Regions from separate parts of the Sus scrofa genome. Here region 1 is linked to region 2. Evidence: chromatin contacts called from public HiChIP or PLAC-seq data. All regions are on one chromosome and are shown on one strand. Each heading gives the region's core, a stretch centred on a gene start, on an enhancer-like site or on the middle of the called end of the contact. The rest is flanking DNA. Distances are from core to core; before and after follow the strand shown. Region 1 holds the start of PYROXD2 (pyridine nucleotide-disulfide oxidoreductase domain-containing protein 2). Region 2 holds the start of R3HCC1L (coiled-coil domain-containing protein R3HCC1L).

Region 1 (3,346 bases), core at 808-3,307, 250 kb before region 2:
TGTCACCTTAGCCTCTAGGGAGAGACAGGGCCCCATGTGCATGCTTGGCCCACAGGGTAATAGGTAACAGAGGTAGAGCTGTGGGCTGGGGAGACCAGGTGTGAAGTCTGGCTGCACCTGGGCTATCGTCGTGAGCGGCCTCTTAACACAGCGAGTCCTCCTCCTGCAGGGTGGGCTCGCTGTGTCTGGCAGGTAGTGGAACCCGGCTGAGCTCAAGTCCCTTCCCCACCCCTCCTACCCTGCCGATTCCCAGTGCTTTCAGAGAGAGGCTCGGCCTTTTGGCAGCGCTCTGCTCTTCCCGACATGCCCCTGGGTCGCCCTCCTACACACATGCCCGTTGCTGACCCAGGTTCCCTGGTTGATGGGAACGAGAGCTACCACGTGCCAGGCACGAAGCTCGGAGCTCCATATTCATCAGGTCTGATGTTCTTTGCGAGATTATTGGTTTTCCTGCTTCACAGGTGGGAAGACAGGTAAAAAGGTCCACGCATTTTCCCAGGACCAAGTGCACACCAAACAGGGCTGGGCCCGGCCTCGGACCCAGTACGGCTACTCAATCCCACGTTCTTCCACCACACCCACCGCCTCCCCATTCAGAAAGCCCTTCCTCCTTCCCCAGGGCCACAAACTCCAGATCATCGAGGTGCCTGTCCTGTCTGACGACTCAGCTCCCGTCGGCATGCTGGGAGGAGACTACTACAGGTGACACCGATCCAGAGGGCCGCTGGGGACACACGGGGACAGATGATGGGAGACGAGTGCCAGTCCCCACAGAGGGAGCAGCCCCTCCTTCAGGAATGTCCCCCCCCCTTGATCCCCCCTTGTTAGAAGCTCCTCCCAGCCTGGCATTCAGTGAGAGGAAGAGTGGGGAGCTCACTGGGGTTCCTGCCCTTCTTCCTGCTGACGCTCGAGGCAGCATTTGCAAACCTCTCTGCTGGGCTCCGGATGTCCTGCCCTGCTGGCTCTGTGGTGCCTGTACTGGGGCATTGCCCTCCAGCAGACCCCACTCCAGGATTAGGACCCAAAGGGGTGGGCCGTGACAGCCTGGGGCCAAGCCTCGTATGGTTGGGTCAGCAAGGGGCAGGGGAGGCCTCTTTGGCCCAGTGCTAGGGCCTGGTGAGGTGACCCAGTGCCTGCAAGGTGCCTGGAGAGGCCCATGGCCTTGGCTCCTTTCTGAATCCTGCCCCTGTCTCCCCAGAAAGCTCCTGCGGTACTACAGCAAGGGCCACCCCGCCGAGGCCGTCAGGTGCCACGAACTGCTGGCCCTCCACCTGTCAGTCATCCCCACGGACGTGCTGGTGCGGCAGGCAGCTGAGCTGGCCCGGCGCCTGGGGGAGGCCTCGCGCATGCCCCTGCCCTAGGCCAGAGGAGGGGGGTGCTCCCGTGCATCTGCCTGTGCCCCCTGTTCTCCAGGCCCACGTTGCTTGCGTATGTCCCCATGATGAGAGCCTCCTCCTCATAGCAGCCACCTGAGGACGTCACAGTCCAGGGAGGCCCCAAGCTTTCTTAAAGAAACTCCACCTTGACCAGCCTCAGCCCCAGTAACGAGCAAATCCCCAAACCTTTCTGTCTGGAGGAGGGGAGGCCAGAGTATTCCTTCAGTCTCAGAACAGCAGCGACCGTGAGGGTAGAGCTGGGGCAGCCCCCTTTTGGAGAAAGTCCCCGGTACCTGCGGGTATCTGCCCTTCTCAGTGGAGAGAGCGCCCTCAGGAAGCCAGTTCCCCCCCAAACCAAAGGTGCTCCCGGCTGGGTTAAACCCCAGCTCTGCCACATCATCTCTGCGCCTCTCGGCAGGCTTCCCCACCTCTAGACCTGGCTCCCCGTGTTCAGATGACAGCACCCCCTCTCAGGATGGTCCTGGGCCTGCTGGACATGTGGCAGGTGCTCAATAAATGCCGGTCCCAGTTACCATTACTGTTCAAGCTGCTGGTCCTGTTTGGTGGCCTCTTCATGCTCGTCTTGGTTCCTGGTTCGTGCCCCAGCCCCGCCCCAGAGATTTCAGGTCCCTCGGTCCAGTGATCCCAGGTTTTGAGGTTGTTCAAAGCTTCCCGGGTGGTCCTGGTGTGCCCTGGATTGAGAACACTGCCTGAGGGGCACAGCCCCTCCTCCAACCTAGAAGTTCCCTCCCCAGGGACAGACACAAGGGCAAGAGGCCATCAGAGCCCGGGGCTAGGGCGTCTGGTGCTCTCGGGCCGAGAGGCTTGGCTGGGAAAGAGGGAATAGAGGTGGCAGAAGCAGGCACGGCCCAGCAAAGCTGTGGGTTCATGTGTGACACACAGACAGCAGCCAGGCCTTCTGTGCCTTGAGCCTTAAGCTGAAATTCACGCAGAGCAGACTGTTCTTTCCCGTTAAGTGAGCAACTTGCGGAGACAGAGGTCCTGAAGGACCTAGAACCACACCTCCCAAGGTGGCAGCGGGGGACAGAGTCACGAGGCGACAAGGACTACTTCTCCTTAACATCATGACTTTGTGGACAGGAATTTAAAGCACAGTTGTAGAAAATATAAGAAGTGCAAAGGAAAGACTAAGTCTGGGAGGCTGCTGCTGTTTCGGGTGCTCACTTCTGTCAAATAGTATTTTCCCTTTCCCTTCATTTTTAGCAGCAGCATGATGTGATGTGTCAGGTTTAACTAGTCCCCCCAGTTTTTCCGTATTTTAATTCGCATGGGGCTGGGGGAGATCCTGAATTGGCTGTTGGCAGACGCACGTGCAGTGTAAACTTGCTGTGGTGGGTGGAGAGGTGTCTGAGTCGAGTAGAAGAGGCCCCAGAAATCCACACCCAGAGGCAACCTTCCACGTCCTCTCCTGATTCTGCTGAGTCTGGGGTGCAGTTCTGGTGGTGGGTTTGCACAACACTGACAGGTGCCAGAGCAGTTACAGGAGCCCCTGAGCTGCTTTTTTCCTGGGTGGGAGGCAGCCTGACCAATGGGCAGCAAGCCAAGAGACCCCTGAGTCAGGACAGGCCAGAGGGCAGTGAGTGTTTGTTTAGCTGAAGGTATTTACAGATGTGCTCTTCCATCCTGGAGGATTCTTGGAAAATGGGAAAGGTGCCAAAAGACAAGAGAAGTGTTCAGGCCTTCGAAAGACAAAGGAGAACCCCAAGAATCACAGACGGCTGAGCTGGGCCCCCAAGCCCTTCCAGCTTTGCAGGAGCCTGTGAAGCGGCTGGTGTTTAAGCATTTAGGGGAGGACACATGGCTCTCTGGGGTCCCCGAGGCCTTCGGGCACTGCCCCTGAGCCTGCTGTGGGGATGGAGTAGCTACCCCTACAAGCCAGAGGGACAGGGAGTTGGAGCAGAGTCTGATCTGGGTCTCTGTGCTCGGATTTCCACGCCCAGCTCAGCTGG
Region 2 (3,164 bases), core at 608-3,107:
ATTACTTTGTATTCACATCTTATTTAATCCTTATAGACACCTTATGAGGTAAATGCTATTATCTTCATTTCAGAAATTATAGATAGGCTGAGAGAGGTCAAATAATTTGTTGAACATCATAAACTAGAAGTCGCAGCACCAGGCGCCAGAATTTGAACTCAAATTTGTTCAACTTTGTACATTCAACTAAATCACTGTACTGCCATCCTCTGTTTTTAGACCAAACCACACGCAAGTATTTCTGAACCAATGATTTTAGCATAAATACATGATTACCAACTAACTACACCTCCAAACCCACAAAAAGTTGACTGTAAAATCCTTTCTCTACAAGGGGAGAAATAAGACAAAAGCCTACCTCCTTAAACACAGAGCTAAACTGCCAGAATAGAAACCAGGAAACACGCACTTCTAACACATATATCTCCTTCTTATTACCTAGTATAGCTAGGTAAGTGGAACCGTGTTAGACTCAGAGCTAGGTTTAACACAAGCAGTGTGCGAAAAGGAAAAAAAGTCACTAGACCTGCTGGAGACAGGCGTTAGCTTAGCGCCACATCTGAGGAACAATAAGCACTTTCTGGACTACTTGCACCAGTGTAGTGCTGAAGGGAAGTTATAACAAAACAAGAGGGAAGCAACACTGGCTCTAAGAGTCCTGGTGGAAGGGAAGTCTCCAAAACTCTGGTGGACCTTTGAACCCAGATGAAGTTTTAAATTGACCCCAAAGGTGACAGGCCCTAATGTCACCGCTTCACTCAGAACAGGGCATAAGAACATTTGTTTGGCTCACATTCTTTTGCAAAGACACTTTTCCCCTGTTTATTAACTAATTCAACTGATCACGATCATGTTTATAAATCAAGTTCATAAAGACATGAATGTGGTTTTAAAGTTCAACTGACCTGGGCTGGAGGGAAAAAAAAGATAGTAAGGTTGTTATATCTGAAACGTGCTTTCCCACACGGGTCACTTCCGCCGAAGCCCAAAACACTGGAAGGCAGGCAAGCTTCTAAGACAAGTACCCCCATTTTTCAGATCGGGAAACCGAGGCCACGACAAACGGGCTATAAAAGATCACAAGCCCAGCAAGTGGCAGACCCAAGGCTCTTCCCAAGACATCAGACTTCAAATCCCCTGCTTCTTTCCTTACTCAACTCTTAGAGTTGGCTTTACTGATGAGGAAAACTTTAATAATCGGACTTGAAGTTTTCTGAAGGCGGCCCAAGAAAACCAGGAAATACACCCTCTCGTAAAGACGGCTCACTCCCAGCCCATAGCCTGGGGCTCCCAGTCGGCGCAGCGGACTCCCTCCAGAGACTCGTGCCCTGAAATCGCCCACAGCCCGGTGGTCGTCTGGGGCAGCCCCCGAGGCCCATAACCCAATACTCCTGGGCGGAGAGGGGGGTCGCCACGACCCGGCTCAGTACCTGTTGAAACCCAGGAAAGGTACGGCCCCTCCGCAGGGAGTACCTGAGGAAGGGCCCAAAGCAGGTAAGCAGCCCTAGGAGGCAAAAAGGGCCTTCAAAGGTTTCCCCCGCAACACAAGGCCCGCAGGGGTCGAAGGGCGGGAGCTTCCCAGAAACCTCCGCCCCAGGCAGGGGCTAGCCCCACACGTCACGTGAGGAGAAAAATACCGGTAACACACAAAAGGGAAAGGAAGCTTGTCCCAAGTGTAAGGGGAGAAGTAGAGGCGACCAGCCCCAGCCCAAGGTGCGGAGGAAGGAAGGGACAGGGACGCGGGGCAGCTCTTTACCAGGGGTGCAGTCGGTCTCCGTTTCCGCAGCCTCCTCGAAGCTCTTGCTCTTCCGCTCGCGCCGCCCGGGCGCGCGCCAGGCCTCGGCCCCGCCCCCGAGCGCCGCGGGGCCTTCTGGGGGCTGTAGTCTCCGCGAGGCCCGGCCCCCGGGGACGGCCTCCTGGTCACGTGGTGGGAGGAGCTGGCAAAATGATGCAAGCAGGGAGATGTTTGTCCTCCTGTCCGCTCGGACCGCCTCCCCCTTCTCAGCTATAAATGTGCTCGAAAGTCATATCCCACTTAATCTTACCAACCCTACTCTTGTCTTCGCCCCAAGTTTCTTGAAAAAGTAGTCCGCGGCTTCTGCTCCCCGCCCCCGAAAGTGCCCATGTTGCCATTACTCAGTGGAGGTATTTCAGGGCATCTAACCTAAGCTTTAGAAATCACTTGATACTGTTGCACATTGTTACTTATGTTTTGACGCTATCCAGGTTTTCCTTCTTCCTCTCAAGTCGTTCTTCTCCGTCTTCCTCAAGAATTCGTTTTCTAGCCTGCTTCAAACATTAGTGTTCTCCAGAATATTTGTGTCCCCTCACGTCCCACAGACATCTCGAATGTAGCAACTTCAAAAGTGACTCTCCTCCCCTTCCTGTCTGCTAATATTCACTCCAGCCTTCAACCTAGGTTCTTTCCTCTGTCTCACTTTCTCTTCCACTCAACGTCCAAAAGGTCACCAAATTGCCTAGATTCTACTCCAGAGTTATCTCTTAAATCTCTTCCCTCTTCACACCCACCACCAGTGATTTAAACCAGACCAGGTCATTTCTTACCTGCTTACTACGCAGACTTCCTTACTGGTCCCAGCACTTCAGCATGTCTGTGGAGTCCTCCCTATTTATGCAACCAGCAAATTTAATCATGTCACATTGATTGGCTTTAAAGGATCCACTTGACTGGTTTTGGGAAGAGGAATGAAAGTGAATCTCTTGGGTGGTTTTTACAAAAAATGGACGCCAGCCCCACTACTTACTCTCTATCCTGACACAAGTTGTGGTTCTGAGGTTCAGGGAAGAGAATTTATAGCAGATCTTATTTCAGGGTTGGTGGACATGGGCATGTTTTTAAAATTTCCCAGGTGATTTCACCATTCAATAAGATGTATTTTTTGCCTGTTGTGTACCAAGCATTGTGCTGTGTACTGAGAAAATAATAGTGAACAGGACAGTCCCTGCCTTTGCGGAGTTTACAGTGTCTTGGAAGAGGCAGGTATTAATCAAATGATTCCATACCAAAAAATGAAACCAACAATAACAAACCCACACAATTACCAGCTGTGAATTATGCAGGAATTATTATGCAGGAAAAGTAATCAATTCCTTTCCCTTTCCCTCTGCCACCCACCCTAGCCCAGGGTGTGAATCAGCATACC

The links. HiChIP or PLAC-seq counts read pairs in DNA pulled down with a chosen protein or histone mark.
Region 1: an H3K27ac HiChIP or PLAC-seq map of alveolar macrophages shows a contact between it and region 2. The contact joins the promoter of PYROXD2 here to the promoter of R3HCC1L in region 2. A contact is called at or near these places in 1 of 5 promoter capture datasets (liver) and 2 of 2 datasets of contacts at active chromatin or transcription factors (alveolar macrophages and skeletal muscle).

Annotation. Positions count from the first base shown.
Region 1 is chr14:109,729,170-109,732,515 of Sscrofa11.1, reverse strand. It overlaps PYROXD2 (pyridine nucleotide-disulfide oxidoreductase domain-containing protein 2), which reads left to right and starts at 2,057. Exons shown (of 13, transcript XM_021072312.1): 1 at 2,057-3,346. HPS1 (HPS1, biogenesis of lysosomal organelles complex 3 subunit 1) reads left to right here. Exons shown (of 19, transcript NM_001098587.1): 18 at 620-702; 19 at 1,199-1,428. The coding sequence ends at 1,361.
Region 2 is chr14:109,482,798-109,485,961 of Sscrofa11.1, reverse strand. R3HCC1L (coiled-coil domain-containing protein R3HCC1L) reads right to left here and starts at 1,857. Exons shown (of 7, transcript XM_001929141.7): 1 at 1,757-1,857.